3 separate regions of the Mus musculus genome follow, and regions 2 and 3 are each linked to region 1. A link is a contact called in public HiChIP or PLAC-seq data. All regions are on one chromosome and are shown on one strand. The core of a region is the stretch at or near the end of the contact, and the rest is flanking DNA. Distances in the headings are between cores, read along the strand shown. Region 1 holds the start of Lrpprc (leucine-rich PPR-motif containing). Region 2 overlaps Camkmt (calmodulin-lysine N-methyltransferase). Region 3 overlaps Camkmt (calmodulin-lysine N-methyltransferase).

What was found. HiChIP or PLAC-seq counts read pairs in DNA pulled down with a chosen protein or histone mark.
Region 2: an H3K27ac HiChIP or PLAC-seq map of embryonic stem cells shows a contact between it and region 1, with 3 times the contacts expected there. The contact joins the enhancer-like site here to the promoter of Lrpprc in region 1. A contact is called at or near these places in 2 of 39 promoter capture datasets (hippocampal neurons and liver) and 6 of 115 datasets of contacts at active chromatin or transcription factors (the SCID.adh cell line, bone marrow-derived macrophages, embryonic stem cells and 1 more).
Region 3: an H3K27ac HiChIP or PLAC-seq map of extraembryonic endoderm stem cells shows a contact between it and region 1, with 3 times the contacts expected there. The contact joins the enhancer-like site here to the promoter of Lrpprc in region 1. A contact is called at or near these places in 1 of 39 promoter capture datasets (hippocampal neurons) and 4 of 115 datasets of contacts at active chromatin or transcription factors (the SCID.adh cell line, embryonic stem cells and extraembryonic endoderm stem cells).

Annotation. Positions count from the first base shown.
Region 1 is chr17:84,788,655-84,793,115 of GRCm38.p6, reverse strand. Lrpprc (leucine-rich PPR-motif containing) reads left to right here and starts at 2,330. Exons shown (of 38, transcript NM_028233.2): 1 at 2,330-2,751. The coding sequence starts at 2,603.
Region 2 is chr17:85,187,633-85,192,093 of GRCm38.p6, reverse strand. All of the region lies in intron 3 of Camkmt (calmodulin-lysine N-methyltransferase), which reads right to left. Among named protein-coding and RNA genes, the nearest start is that of Gm36826, 32 kb to the right of the region's middle. Within about 2 kb of position 2,338, at least 23 of the 459 cell types and tissues checked have an H3K27ac peak or open chromatin away from gene starts, as enhancers often do. A contact at or near this core is called in embryonic stem cells, where this site is marked.
Region 3 is chr17:85,160,324-85,164,784 of GRCm38.p6, reverse strand. The region is part of intron 3 of Camkmt (calmodulin-lysine N-methyltransferase); the gene reads right to left. Gm36826 (a long non-coding RNA gene) reads right to left here. Exons shown (of 3, transcript XR_877067.3): 2 at 3,799-3,895; 3 at 824-2,747. Among named protein-coding and RNA genes, the nearest start is that of Gm36826, 4.5 kb to the right of the region's middle. Within about 2 kb of position 2,119, at least 39 of the 459 cell types and tissues checked have an H3K27ac peak or open chromatin away from gene starts, as enhancers often do. A contact at or near this core is called in embryonic stem cells and extraembryonic endoderm stem cells, where this site is marked.

The DNA of each region.
Region 1 (4,461 bases), core at 1,081-3,580:
GACCTCTCCTCCTTGGAAGCTGTTCACTGGGCCACTGTGTCACAGTTACAAGTAGCTAACACAGGCTGGTGTGGCGATGGGGTGTCGGCTGGCAGGTTACTTTGCTGGTTGTTGTGGTAGAATACCTGAAAGGAACAGTGAAAGGGAGGAAGGAGCTGTTTCAGCTCATGCTTTGAGAAGGAATAGAATCATGGAGGGAGGCCTGGCTGCATCACATTGCATCTCTAGCTGGAAGAGAGAGATGAGCTACTGGGGCTGCACTTGCTTTGTCTTTTTATCCACTCTGGGACTCCAGCCCATGGAACGCGCGCGCGCACACACACACACACACACACACACACACACACACACACCACACTCATAACACACACACACACCCTACACTCATAACACACACACCCCACATACATACCCCACACATAAACCCCACACTCACACACACATACCACACACAAACCTCACACTCACATACACACACCACACTCATAACACACACACACACATGCACTCAAACACACACACACACCACACTCATAACACACACACCCCACATACATACCCCACACATAAACCCCACACTCACACACACATACCACACACAAACCTCACACTCACATACACACACCACACTCATAACACACACACACCCACACACACACACATTCACAGACATACTCAGGGTGGGTTTCTCACCTAAAACCCTAACACCAAGGAGGCTTCCCAAAAGCCCGTCCCCAAGGCGACTGATTCTGAGTTCCATCATGCTGACAATTAAGAGCACACTTCACAACCGAGGAGTAGAGTTTTAGGAGTAAACCCTTAGAAAGTCCATCATCATAATTACTTCCACCAACCTCGTTTCACATTTGCATCCAGAGCCCTAGCCTTCCTTGGGTGTGGCAAATGCCTGGACTCTCTGCATTCTGCTGGTAGGTTCGTTTCCCAGCAACCACCACAGCAGCTTGTATCTGTCTCTAACTGCACTCCCAGGACATCTGAAGCCCTCTCCTGACCTTCAAGGGCACCAGGCACACTTGTGGTTACACACATACATGCAGGCAAAACACTCATACACATAATAAAATAAATATATTTTTTTAAAAAAGCAAATGATTTTGCGTCACACCTACACTCAGTGGGACCCAGTGGTGTCATTCACATTCAGGGTGGGTCTTGCCACTTCAACTAATCCAATGTAAAAACTCCCTCACTGGCTTAAAGTCTGGTTTCCAAGGTGATAGTAAATCCTATCAAGATTAATCACCACAGACCGTAACCTACCTTAATCTTTTATTTATATCACAATTCTTATGTTTCTTTAGATGTACGGAATTTTGTCTAAATTGAGATCCCCCCCCCCATGTTGTATTCCCAGCATTCCAAATAGTGCCTGACACAAAATATGTGCTCAATAAATAGTACTAATGCTGAATGAGAGAATGAATTATATTCTATCATAGTGCTCTATAGTAACTCAGAGTAACTTCATCTTGCAGGGCGGTATTAGCTTCTCCAAAAGAAAGCTAAGCCAAGTTAACTCTGAACGTATATCCATTCAATAAATGCTCAAAGCACGAAGTGTCTTCAACTGATCACGAGCTTCCGCCATAAAAGAGGCTGCATTCTCATTCTGGGCACTCTGAAGTTTGTTGGCTAGCAGAAGAAACAGCCACATGGGAAAACTTGCAGAGGGAGAATTTGACTGTTCACTTGGTAGCAGTCAAGGAATAACTAAGTAGAGTGGAAACCTGTTCCCGGGTTCACACGAGTGCACAGGGAACCCTTTCAGTATGCGAGCTCTGTGAGGGCAAGAACTTGTTTTCCTAGCTCCAGACCTATCCTCAGACAATTGCACCACTCACTACCTTAGTTGCTTAGTGCATTAACTGGAAGGAGCGGGGCACTGAGAAAAAGAAACTTCAACCTTGACATTTAAAATTATACGACCTTTATTAGAATCCATTGATTTCATGAAGCGAGGCACTTAGGATGAGTTCTGTATATTTATCTACCCCATCCCCAGTCACACAAATAGCATGTAGCTAACCTGGAGGTCCACAGCCTCCCAGTTCTCTTCGTCAAGCTTTTCTCTGGCCGCCGTTTCTGAGAGCTACGGCAGGAACTACGTCACTGAGCAGCTAGGGCAGCGGCTCGGTAGCAACCGAGGCGCAAGGCTGGAACGTCGTAGGCACCCCGGGATCTGCACGGTCGGCCCTTCCCAGCAACCCTCGGTGTCGCTCCTAGTTGGCCCCCCACAAGCCCTTGCGCGCGCATGGGCGGAGCCGACCTCTAGTGGGCTCTACCAACTTCAAAGTGGAGGGGTGTTGTCGCCAGGCTCGCTGAGAGCCGGGGCGCTGGACAAGGGAACAGGGACACTGTGAACGGAAGACAAAAAACAATGTATAGTAAAACAGAAGGCGGATCCAGGGTATCCCGCGAACTCGGCTTGCCTCTCCCGTGAGCCTTGGCGGGGATCTGCCTCCTCCTCCGCTGGACGCCCTCGGTCCTTAGTTTGTCCCACTAGGGGCGACCGGGTCGTCACGTGCTCCTCCAGGTCCTCTGCAGGAGCGTGCATCCTATCCTGCCTTGGGTACGCTGAGCCATGGCAGCCCTGCTGAGACCCGCGCGTTGGCTGCTCGGGGCCGCGGCGGCCCCGCGCCTCCCGCTGTCCCTGCGCCTCCCTGCGGGCGTCCCGGGCCGGCTGTCCTCCGTCGTCCGGGTCGCGGCTGTTGGTAGCCGGCCGGCTGCAGGGTGAGTACCGGACCCTTCCTCCTGACTGGCTGCGGTGGACGGGCTGGTGTCCTGCTCGTTTGCTCCAATTCCGTGGTCCCGGCTTCTCAGGCATGAGGCCACCCCCTCCCCCATGCTTTGCCAGTGGTTTGGGGTGACAAGGTTGAGAGTCTTGAGAAGGTCATGGTCGAGGGCATGGCTGGCTTCCGGCTTGCTGCTTGAGGTCTCTGCCTGCTCTAGCTTTGGAAAGGCCCGTGAAGCTCAATGGCTTTGGGGGAGTGGATGGGGCTGAGGTGGGGACAGGCGTTGTGCCTTTCCTTAGGAGTACCCTTCCTGGGTGCTCTCGCACGCTGGTGACCAGTAACCTGCTAGTCTGTAGTCTTACGAGGCTTTGGTTTTTCATTTTCTTTTTCTTGGGATTGGGGTTTGAAGTTCTAGTGATCTAGGGATAGTTTAGAACTTGACATTTGATCATGGCCAGTTCGGGTTTTTGCTTGCGTTGTGCTGAGTGGAATTTTCCTTCAGTATTTACACAGATGTCATGGGTTGGAGATTGTCACACTAGAATGGATTAAAGGACGCGTGCAAGGTGCTCTGTTGGGATCTATGTACCTACTGCAAAAACAAGTTAAGTTCCTAGTTAGTGTCATGTATTTTTGTGAGTATATGCCTTTCTGGATTGAGGTTATAGGGAAACAAGTATGTTCACTTAAAGAACATAGATATTCTTGACAACTGATAAAGGAAGGTTGGGTGCTTAGGTTTTAGTACCGGAAAGAAATTGACAGTTGTACACCCCACACTAGAACTTTGGGGTCTAGCAAACAGACTTAGGAAGTATGATCTGGAGTGGGGAGCCATGGACTGAGGGTGCTTTGGCTTATTTGCATTAGGCTATTGGACAAATCACTCAGCAGCCCAGGCCTTAAGTTTCTTTAGGTACACAGGTGGACACCGTATAAGGTTAGGACTATTTCATGAGATACAGGGCTTGATGTATATTATAATAACACTGTAATAGAAGTAACTGTCTTCACGGGCCAGCCCGGCACGGCGTATAACTAGATAGATGAAGGAAATGCTTCATGATGTCTGAACAACTTGGTTGTCTTTGGAGAGATGCTTATTTGTAAGTTAGGGTCTTGCCTCTATTTTTGTGGTAGGCTTGAACAGTGAAATCATGCCCTAACTTTCATGTCTTCTGAGACAGCAGTGCTGGTTCCTTTAGCTTTCCTCTAGTGACTAGAATCTAGTCCTTCACCCGAGGCCCCTCGGGGCCAGGGCTAGTGCTGCTACAGTGCAGGCATTGATGTTTGCTGTTGGGTTTGGCAGAAACTGAACACATTTTAGTGACACATCTGTGTGTTCATCAGACCCGGGTTCCACTTCCTCGCTGCATACTCGGATGGACCTTTGACCAAGCTCCCCTGGTTCTGACTTGTCTGTAAGGGAGGGCATTGGGTGTCTTTGTAAAGCTTGTTCAGTCATTCAGCATCCGGGTGTCTCTTCAGAAGCTGTCTCTCCCACGATCCGAAAAACTGGCTGCATGGGGTCAGCCAGCATGGTGGCTCATCAAGAAAAGGTACTTTCTCTGCAAGCCTGGTGACCTTTGTTTGATTGCAGGACCCACATGGAAGGAGAGAACGGCTCCCACAACTTGTCTGTGACCTCCACAGTATCCATGCACATACAAAAGATAAATGGAAGAAAAGCTGTAAGCAGTAACATGAC
Region 2 (4,461 bases), core at 1,089-3,588, 400 kb before region 1:
AAACTCATTTTTAAATAGACCGGCAAAAATCTTAATTACAAAGAATGGCACTTTCTAGAATGGATTTAAATAAGGCTAAATTAAGTCAAATACCTTGATTTCTTTTTCAATCCTTATGATACATTGTACTTTAATTTTTAAATGTCCATACAAGTGTCAGGATCAACTCCAAGCTCTCAGAGGTTATGAGACTCATTAAAAGCCTTTCATTCATCAAAATGATTTTACTTTCAAAGATAAACATCAACTTAGCCATTAGGGAATCGCTGTTAAATAGTCATGTAGGCTCACCAAAGGACATTTAGCATTTTTCTAAAAATACTTCTAAAAATTACATGCTAGAACAAGATGGTTACCTGAATATGCTCACAGTTTAACAGGAACTGAAATTACTTTCACATAATGTTCTAAAAGAGCACCACAAAGAAGAAACCACGGGGTTGTGCTGCGGCATGTTGGGTCTCCGGTGAGTGGGACATCTCTAAAGCACAGAGGAACGGTTGCAGATAGCCTAGGGAGCCCAGCTTCCAAAGACGGGCTTGGGGGTTAGCTATTTAAATACGCCCCCAACCCTGGCCAAAATCCATCAAGGACCAAAATTCATATTATTAAATTGTCATTATTCCTTCAAAAACATTTTTATCAATATTTACCATGAAAAGTATTCAAGTAAAAAGAAACTTACTTATACTCTTGCTCATAGTAGTTACTTTAAAAACCACTATTTTTCAAGTTGCAGACAATGCTACTTAATAACTATTTAGATGTAGCAGTTTAGAGCATGTGAGATTCTTAGGAAACGTCTTTGCTTTTATTACCATCCTTTTATACACGCTGGGTGGATAGGGCAGTAGAGCCTGATTCTGACTGGAACATCACCCTATGCTGTTCTGAGGCGTTGACTAACTGCTGCGGTCTATAGATGATAGGCAAGTTTAGGCATGTACCTTGTTCTTAAGGAATAACAATGTTTTACAACATGAAATCCCACATTCCCTTTATCTATCAGAACTAAACATATGCATTTCTGTGGATGTGGATAGTGCTCAGGAAGATGTATGTTTTCATTTGAAATAGTTCAATGCTATACTTACTTAATAGAAATAGATTCGCTCTAAGAACCTATAATTCTGCAAAGTTCAAAAAAAAATGTAGGTGACAGATTAAAAAAAAAAAAAATCAATGAGCTCCAAACAGTAACAGCTCGAGATACTCCCTTCAAAATGCACAAAGATGCTCATGAACTGCACACAACGGGCCACTGTTACCATCTCTACATGGTAGATGGCTGGAGGACGGACAGGCAGACAGATGGATAAATAAATAATGCCTAGTCTTTTCTAAATTAAAAAAAATAAAATCCTCAGATTTTCATATTAACTTGAATAAATTATCACATTAAGGTTTCTGGATGATTAATTTGAATAATAAGACAGTGGTTGCTACAGAATTTCTGGGAAAAAAAACATTTTCGAAGGTAGGCTTAATTCTATTTTGATTTGAATTAAAAAGACGAGTTCACTTAAGAATGTACCTCTATGAATTAAGACAATTACCAGGGAATACATTTTAGGTAGTCACTTTTACCATTAAAATGGACAAGCAGCCCACACTCCCCACACCTACAAGGCATTTCGGACAGGGGAAGCGTCTGTGTGTACCAAAAGGTATGCTGCTGCCGGCTATCAGAGGATCAGAAGCTGCCCCAGGCATTATTCAAAAACCCTTCTTTTTATAGACAGTTGCAAAATCAGTCTCTCAGAGGTGCTACGATTTGGTTCAAAGCCTCCTAGAAGGTGAATGGCGCTGTTAAACCATTAACCACTCAACTCCTGAGCACAGGGAAATTAGGCTCGCACAGACAGCAGCTAGGATTTCCTTCTCGGAGACCGCAGCAGCAGTCAAAATTAACAATGGATTATTCTTGTAATTAGGGCACGGGGAGGGGGGAAGAAAAGGGAGACAGAAGTTAGCAGCATAGCTTTCCCTTAGATAACCCAAAGACTCAGACTTTATAATACAAGACCACAAAAAAAAAAAAAAAAAAAAAAAAAAAGAAAAGAAAAAAAAGCAGTGGCTGTTAACACTTGTTTGGGGGCAGGATTTCAAATACAAAATGGAACTTACAAAAAGAAAAAAAAAGATAAGCTACTTAAACCTTAAAAGGGGAACTAAAAACTAATGGTAATTTTCTCATGTATCACATTTCAAAGAAGAGCCCTTACTGTATAAAGATCCCATGAGTTCATGACAGCTTTATTCTTGGAGCCACAGAGCCAGCTATTGTTATGCTCTGAAACTGTGGGAACTGCTGCCACCTGTCGGGCAGGATCTGCAATGGCAGTCTTTTACTCGGCGAGCTCCTCCACTGGGGACAGAAATGTCCTGAGCGTGTAAGCACTTTTCTAAACAGCAGGTGGCCTCACTTTGGCTACAGATTTACCTCAAAGACGTTGGTTTAAAAGCTTTTTCATGTTTTGTAAAATAAACTCCAACTTCCGCTTGAATCTAGCTGCTAGGTGATTTGTGATAGGGAGGATTTAAAAAAAAAAAAAAAAACACCTCCTTGAACTCTGCAAAATTCATGACGATAAACAACAGACTCACAAAGTCTAGCTCAAATTGCTAATCTGCTCTCACTCAGCCATTCTGCACCAACCAGACCAGAAAAGACAGGTATTCTGCAGAGACTCGCGGCAAGGGGCGGGAGCGGGAGTGGGGGTGCGGGGGCGGGGCCTGGTGGTGGGGAAGGTTTAGGAAAGTGCAAAATGCCAGTTACCCAAACTACCGCCTTTTTTCCAGAATTCATTCCTCTGGGATAGTGATGACAGAGTTGGCCTTTTCATGAGGTTTCTTGTAACTTTACACATCCTAAGAACAAGAGTATATACTTACTTACTGTATGGAACCGTAAACTCAAACCTTGAATAGTAGCAACACGGGTTGAAGATGCTGGCATAATTTTCTTTAAAAAGAAAAGGAGTTCACTTTTATCTTTTCATCGTAACCATCAAGTGACACTTCCCTTTGACTGTCTCCTGTGTCTACTAAAATAGCCAACAGTTTTGTAATTGTCAAAGATATAAAGCATTTTAAATGTTAGCTATGTAGTGTTATAAATAAGGACAGAAACAAAGGGTTTCACTATCTCCAAAAGAAAACATAATAAAGATTATAAACAAAGCAGAAACCATTGTAACAGGTAGCAGACATTCAGTCTGCCTGTATCAGAAATGAATACTGCCCGTTGTGCCGTTAGAAACACCATCCTCATGGAGTAGTGAACCATTACCCATTACTACAGAAAATGGCAAAAGCTAGTAACGGCTAACACCATGCGCACACACACACATACGCATGCATGCATGCACACACACCTCCTTGCATGTGCCATGCCATGCATACACTTAGACTCCCTTTGATATAACTGCATGAAAACTTGCTAAGTAGTAGGTCCCTCAGACCATAACCACTATGCTATAGTTAGTACCCACCCTATGCTCTATGCTAGGTACCTTCTATGTGCAAGCACTGACCCTTTACACACTGTATGGAACATTACCTCCATCTTACAGATGAGGTAAAGGACAGAGAGAGAAATTATAAGACACGTCCAAAGCCACCAGCTCAGTGGGCTACAAACTAGAGATTTCTAGTGACCAATCATGGAAATCATTTAATTTCAAAGAAAGCTCTGGGTCAGTGAGGTGATTCGCTGGGAGAAGGTGCTAGCCAGCCGCCAAGCCTGACAGCCCGGATTCAATCCCACGTAGCAGGAAAGAGAACCGGTTCCCTCAAGTGATTCTCCGACTTTCACACACCTGCAATGGTGCATGTGCACCCTACACACACACACACACACACACTGAAGTGTCTTAAAAGTTTCAAAAAGACATTGATGACCTGCTACATGGAACACACGCTTTCAAGCATCTTTTCACAAAACAATTTCTTTTTAAAATTAAGTTACTCGAAAGTCTTTAAAATGGACAGGGTTCTTTTAAAACCTGAATGAAGCACGATTTAACATTTCCTTTATTGCCTTCCTATGCATTCATATTATCACAATAAAATGAACATATTTCACAGCAAGAAAGGGATTCAGCTGCTACGAAATATAAATAGTTGATCTACAAAGTCATTATGTATCCCATTTTAAGAACATATTATAATATGCAAACCTGTAGAGAGACCCCATGTTGATAATGAGTGGGATCATTTGAATTTGCAATATGCTTGATCTTTAAGGAATTAATAATCTTCTACTTCATTTTTTTCAACAGCACACTTTTACCACTTTTGTAGTGTCTTCATTTTGAAAGCACTTGGAATAAACAGTTTAAAAACTGTAATTTTCTTTGTAGGTGCAGTATTAAATTGCAATATCGACTCAAGCACCGAACTGCAGAGCTGCTCCAAGGACAAAAGGCATCTTAGATGTCTTAAACATATTACCAAGAA
Region 3 (4,461 bases), core at 870-3,369, 370 kb before region 1:
CTTCTCTTAGGTGGAAGCTCACTTAGGAAAAGTTAAACCACTGGGCCAGATTGATTTATCTCCCAAGCTGCTACCAGCATGCCCATTCACCAAGGGAGCAGATGTTTCTCTTAAGGACTACGGAGGGGCAGCCTCTTCTGCATCACTCCTGTGTTACCTGCACACAGTAGACACTGAAGGAAAGAAAAGGGAAAAAATGTAGCTTAAGTCTCAGAAATGCAGATGAAAGAGAATATTCTCTTGCTTTTATATTATTTCAAGTATAAAAGCTCCTGTGTCAAAATACTCAGAACACTGTGGCTCAAAATAGAAAAGATAGAACCCAATTATCAGACTGATTTGTAGTTCCAAGTCTTCAAATCACCTTCTACAGAAGCACTCACTAATTGATATCGACAGAGGGATACAGCAGAAAACTGAAACCTTCTTGTCTATAGATATATAGAGATGATACAGACACAGATGGTTAATTGATAGATAGATAGATAGATGTTAGATAGATAAAGCAATAGATAGGTAGATAGATAGATAGATAGATAGATATTAGATAAATAGATGTTTGATAGATGATATATAGATATAGATGGATAGATAGATACACAGATGCATAGATACATAGATAGGTGATAGATGATAGATACATAGATGATAGATATTTAGATGATAGATTATAAATAGATAAGATAGATGATAGATACATACATACATAGATACATAAATACATAGATATATAGATACATAGGTGATAGATACATAGATGATAGATTAAAAATAGATAAGACAGATAGATGATAGATACATAGATGATAGAGAGATGGATAGATAGATAGATAGATAGATAGATAGATAGATAGATAGATAGATAGATAAAAATAGATGATAGATACAGAGATATGGGGGAAGCAGGAGAAAAACTCAACAAATTAAAGGGTATTACTTATTCTGTATTGGGTTAAGAAATTATAACTGCTTTTTTTATACAGTTAAGCATGTATATTTGATGACTCCATAAAACACTATATTTAGCTGGGCAGTGGTGCTGCACACCTTTAATCCCAGCACTTGTGGGGACCACAGGCTGGTTGGATCTCTGAGTTCGAGGCCAACCTGGTTATACAGAGAAACCTTCAAGAAAGGAAAGAAAGAGAGAGAGAGAGAAAGAGAGAGAGAGAGAGGAAGGAAGGAGGATATTCTTGTCCTAGAACATGCTAGAATACAACACAATACCAAGTAAATTAAGATCCACGGCCTTGGCAACGAGAGCTACTCTCTCGATGAGAATGGTGAAGATTCAGGCCAGAGAGTCAGCACTCTGATCTTGTAGCTCACTCACAGTTTAGTCTGCATCTTCTCACCTACCAGCAATGATTGCAGCAGATTGTTAGTCATAGTTTAAAGGTCAAAGAGTTTTATAATCCTGAAAACTCATGATGTGGGCAAAGGATAACTATTTTCTAGCAAGTCAAATCAAAAGCCATGAAGAGCATGAAGACGTCTCAAACAGAAAAAGAGACTGGAATATAAATATGTACTGAGTCACAGGGAAAGTGTTCTGACATTTAAACAGACAGCAAGTGAGCAGGAAAAGTTACCAAGAAAGTGGAGCTGGGACAAAGACAGGGTAGGGCGTAACCTGGGTGGGGACAGGCACAGCACTGAATGCGCACATTCCTCTCTCAAGGTGTGGAATTCAGGCAGAAGGGCTGATGTAACACAAGCTATTTTGAGAAAAAGCAGAAATATCAATACAGCTATAAAGGGAGAATTCTGACCCCTCCAACTTAAAAGGAGTTCGTTGGAAAAATAATGCCATTTAAAAAAAAATGGTTAATGAGAAAAAACAAGGGACAAAGGTTTTGTGGCTTAAAATCAGCAACCATAGCACAGAATGGTGAGAGTGAGGGTACATCTGTGGAACATGAACGGGAATGCCTAGGATGGGCTGGCAAAGTTCAAGGCCATCCTAGACTATAAAGACAGTCTATCTCAAAAATCAACAAAGAAAGAAGAGGGAAGGGGAGGGGACAGAAAGGGAGGGGAGGGCAGCGAGGGGAAGGGAATGAATGCGCTACTTAAGAGACTGTGACACACAACTTCAGTCTCAGTTACTCAGGAGACCAGAGGCTGAGGGATCACTTGACTCCAGGAACTTCCGGTTAGACAAACATGGTAAAAGGATAAAGTAAGTGTGCTCTGTTCCTAAGCCCCTTTCTGATGGAGATGACCTCTGCCCTGTGACCCTAAAGGAACTGACCTAAAAAGAAAGTCCCAGAGGTCAGCAAAACTAGAAACAAGGAGGCATAGCTCTCTGAGTCCTACTCAATTACCTCATAACTGCATCGCCTGACCGTGCGAGAGCGGGAAAGGTAGGAAACAAGGAGGCATAGCTCTCTGAGTCCTACTCAATTACCTCATAACTGCATCGCCTGACCGTGGGAGAGCGGGAAAGGTAGGAAACAAGGAGGCATAGCTCTCTGAGTCCTACTCAATTACCTCATAACTGCATCGCCTGACCGTGGGAGAGCGGGAAAGGTAGGAAACAAGGAGGCATAGCTCTCTGAGTCCTACTCAATTACCTCATAACTGCATCGCCTGACCGTGGGAGAGCGGGAAAGGTAGTTTAAGTAGGCCGTTCGTTCGTTTGTTCGTTCGTTCGTTCGTTCGTTCATTCTTCAGGGTTGCACATCGCATGCTGAGCTACACATACACAGTCAGCATTTGTGCATTTCCACCTGTCAGTCATTTTCCTAGCGTAACAAGATGCAGACAATGATGAATGAGCTTGAAAATTCCAAATGGGAGTCTATTCTTGAAAAGTTTTTAAATTATTGCTACATAAATGCTGTAAAATAAATGTTAAAATGTTTCAAAAGGGGCTGGAGAGATGGCTCAGCGGTTAAGAGCACTGACTGCTCTTCCGAAGGTCCTGAGTTCAAATCCCAGCAACCACATGGTGGCTCACAACCATCCATAACGAGATCCAGAAGAGGAGAGGGGTCACCCTCTTCTGGAGTGTCTGAAGACAGCTACAGTGTACTTACATAATAAATAAATAAATCTTTAAAAAAAATGTTTCAAAAGGGGGCTGGAGAGATGGCTCAGCGGTTAAGAACACTCACTGCTCTTCCAGAGGGCCTGAGTTCAATTCCCAGCAACCACATGGTGGCTCACAACCATCTGTAATGGGATCTGATGCCCTCTTCTGGTGTGTCTGAAGACAGCTACTGTGTACTCATGTACAGAAAATAAATAAAAAAATTTTTTTAAATGTTCCAAAATGGCTGGGCACTGGTGGCACACGCCTTTAATCCCAGCACTCGGGTGGCAGAGGCAGGCGGATTTCTGAGTTCGAGGCCAGCCTGGTCTACAAAGTGAGTTCCAAGACAGCCAGGGCTATACAGAGAAACCCTGTCTCAAAAAAACAACAACAAAAAAAAGTTCCAAAAGATTAACATCATAAAAAAAAATCATCATAAAACTCAGTTGGGTGCCACAGAATACTGGAAACAGTGACTGGGTGCTACCAACAATTCGATCACACTGAACACAGACCTTGTTTAACCTATATTTAACCAAACTACTACTACTAATCAGTATCTCTTCTACCTATCCATCTATCTATCTATCTATCTATCTATCTACCTATCTATCTCTCTATCTATCATCCATCCATCCATCCATCCATCCATCCATCCATCTATCCATCTTCCCATCTGTGGTGCTGTCAATTGAACCCACTGCCTCACACTCGTTGGACAGGGGCATTGCTGCAGAGCTACAGACCCCGCCCTCACACACCTGACGTCTGCAGAGGAGTCTTCAAATTCCCCTTTCCGGAATTCCATCTCTGTGTCCTGGATGGGAGGACAACTGCAGCGCACCCTCCGCCCCGCGGCTAGAGAGAAAACATCTCTCAGCACAGATTGGATCATTAGCTCCTCCTGCAAAACCACACTAAACACTTATGAACATAAAATGGTTCATAAAATCCACTTGTAAAATAACCTTTCATTGTATGAATTATGAAATGAAGGATTTCAAAACTTGAATCTTACAGGTGTCTAGAACAGAACACCACTATAAGTATCAAAAGTTTATGTTGATTTATTTGTTAAAGATCTAGGACATGATACTTTATGCCTTCTTTAAATGAGTATCACTGGGCTGGAGAGATGGCTCAGCGGTTAAGAGCACTGACTGCTCTTCCAGAGGTCCTGAGTTCAATTCCCAGCAACCACATGGTGGCTCACAACCATGTGTAATGAGATCCAAAGCCCTCTTCTGGTGTGTCAGAAGAGAGCTACAATGTACTCACATATATAAAATAAATCTATTTTTTAAAATCATTATTTTTTTCTGGATATAAGGTCATTATTATGGGTATAAGTTATTTTCATTGTTTACTATATAATGACATAGCCCCAAGATTTACTGGTACTGCCCTGAAAGGTTGGCAACTAA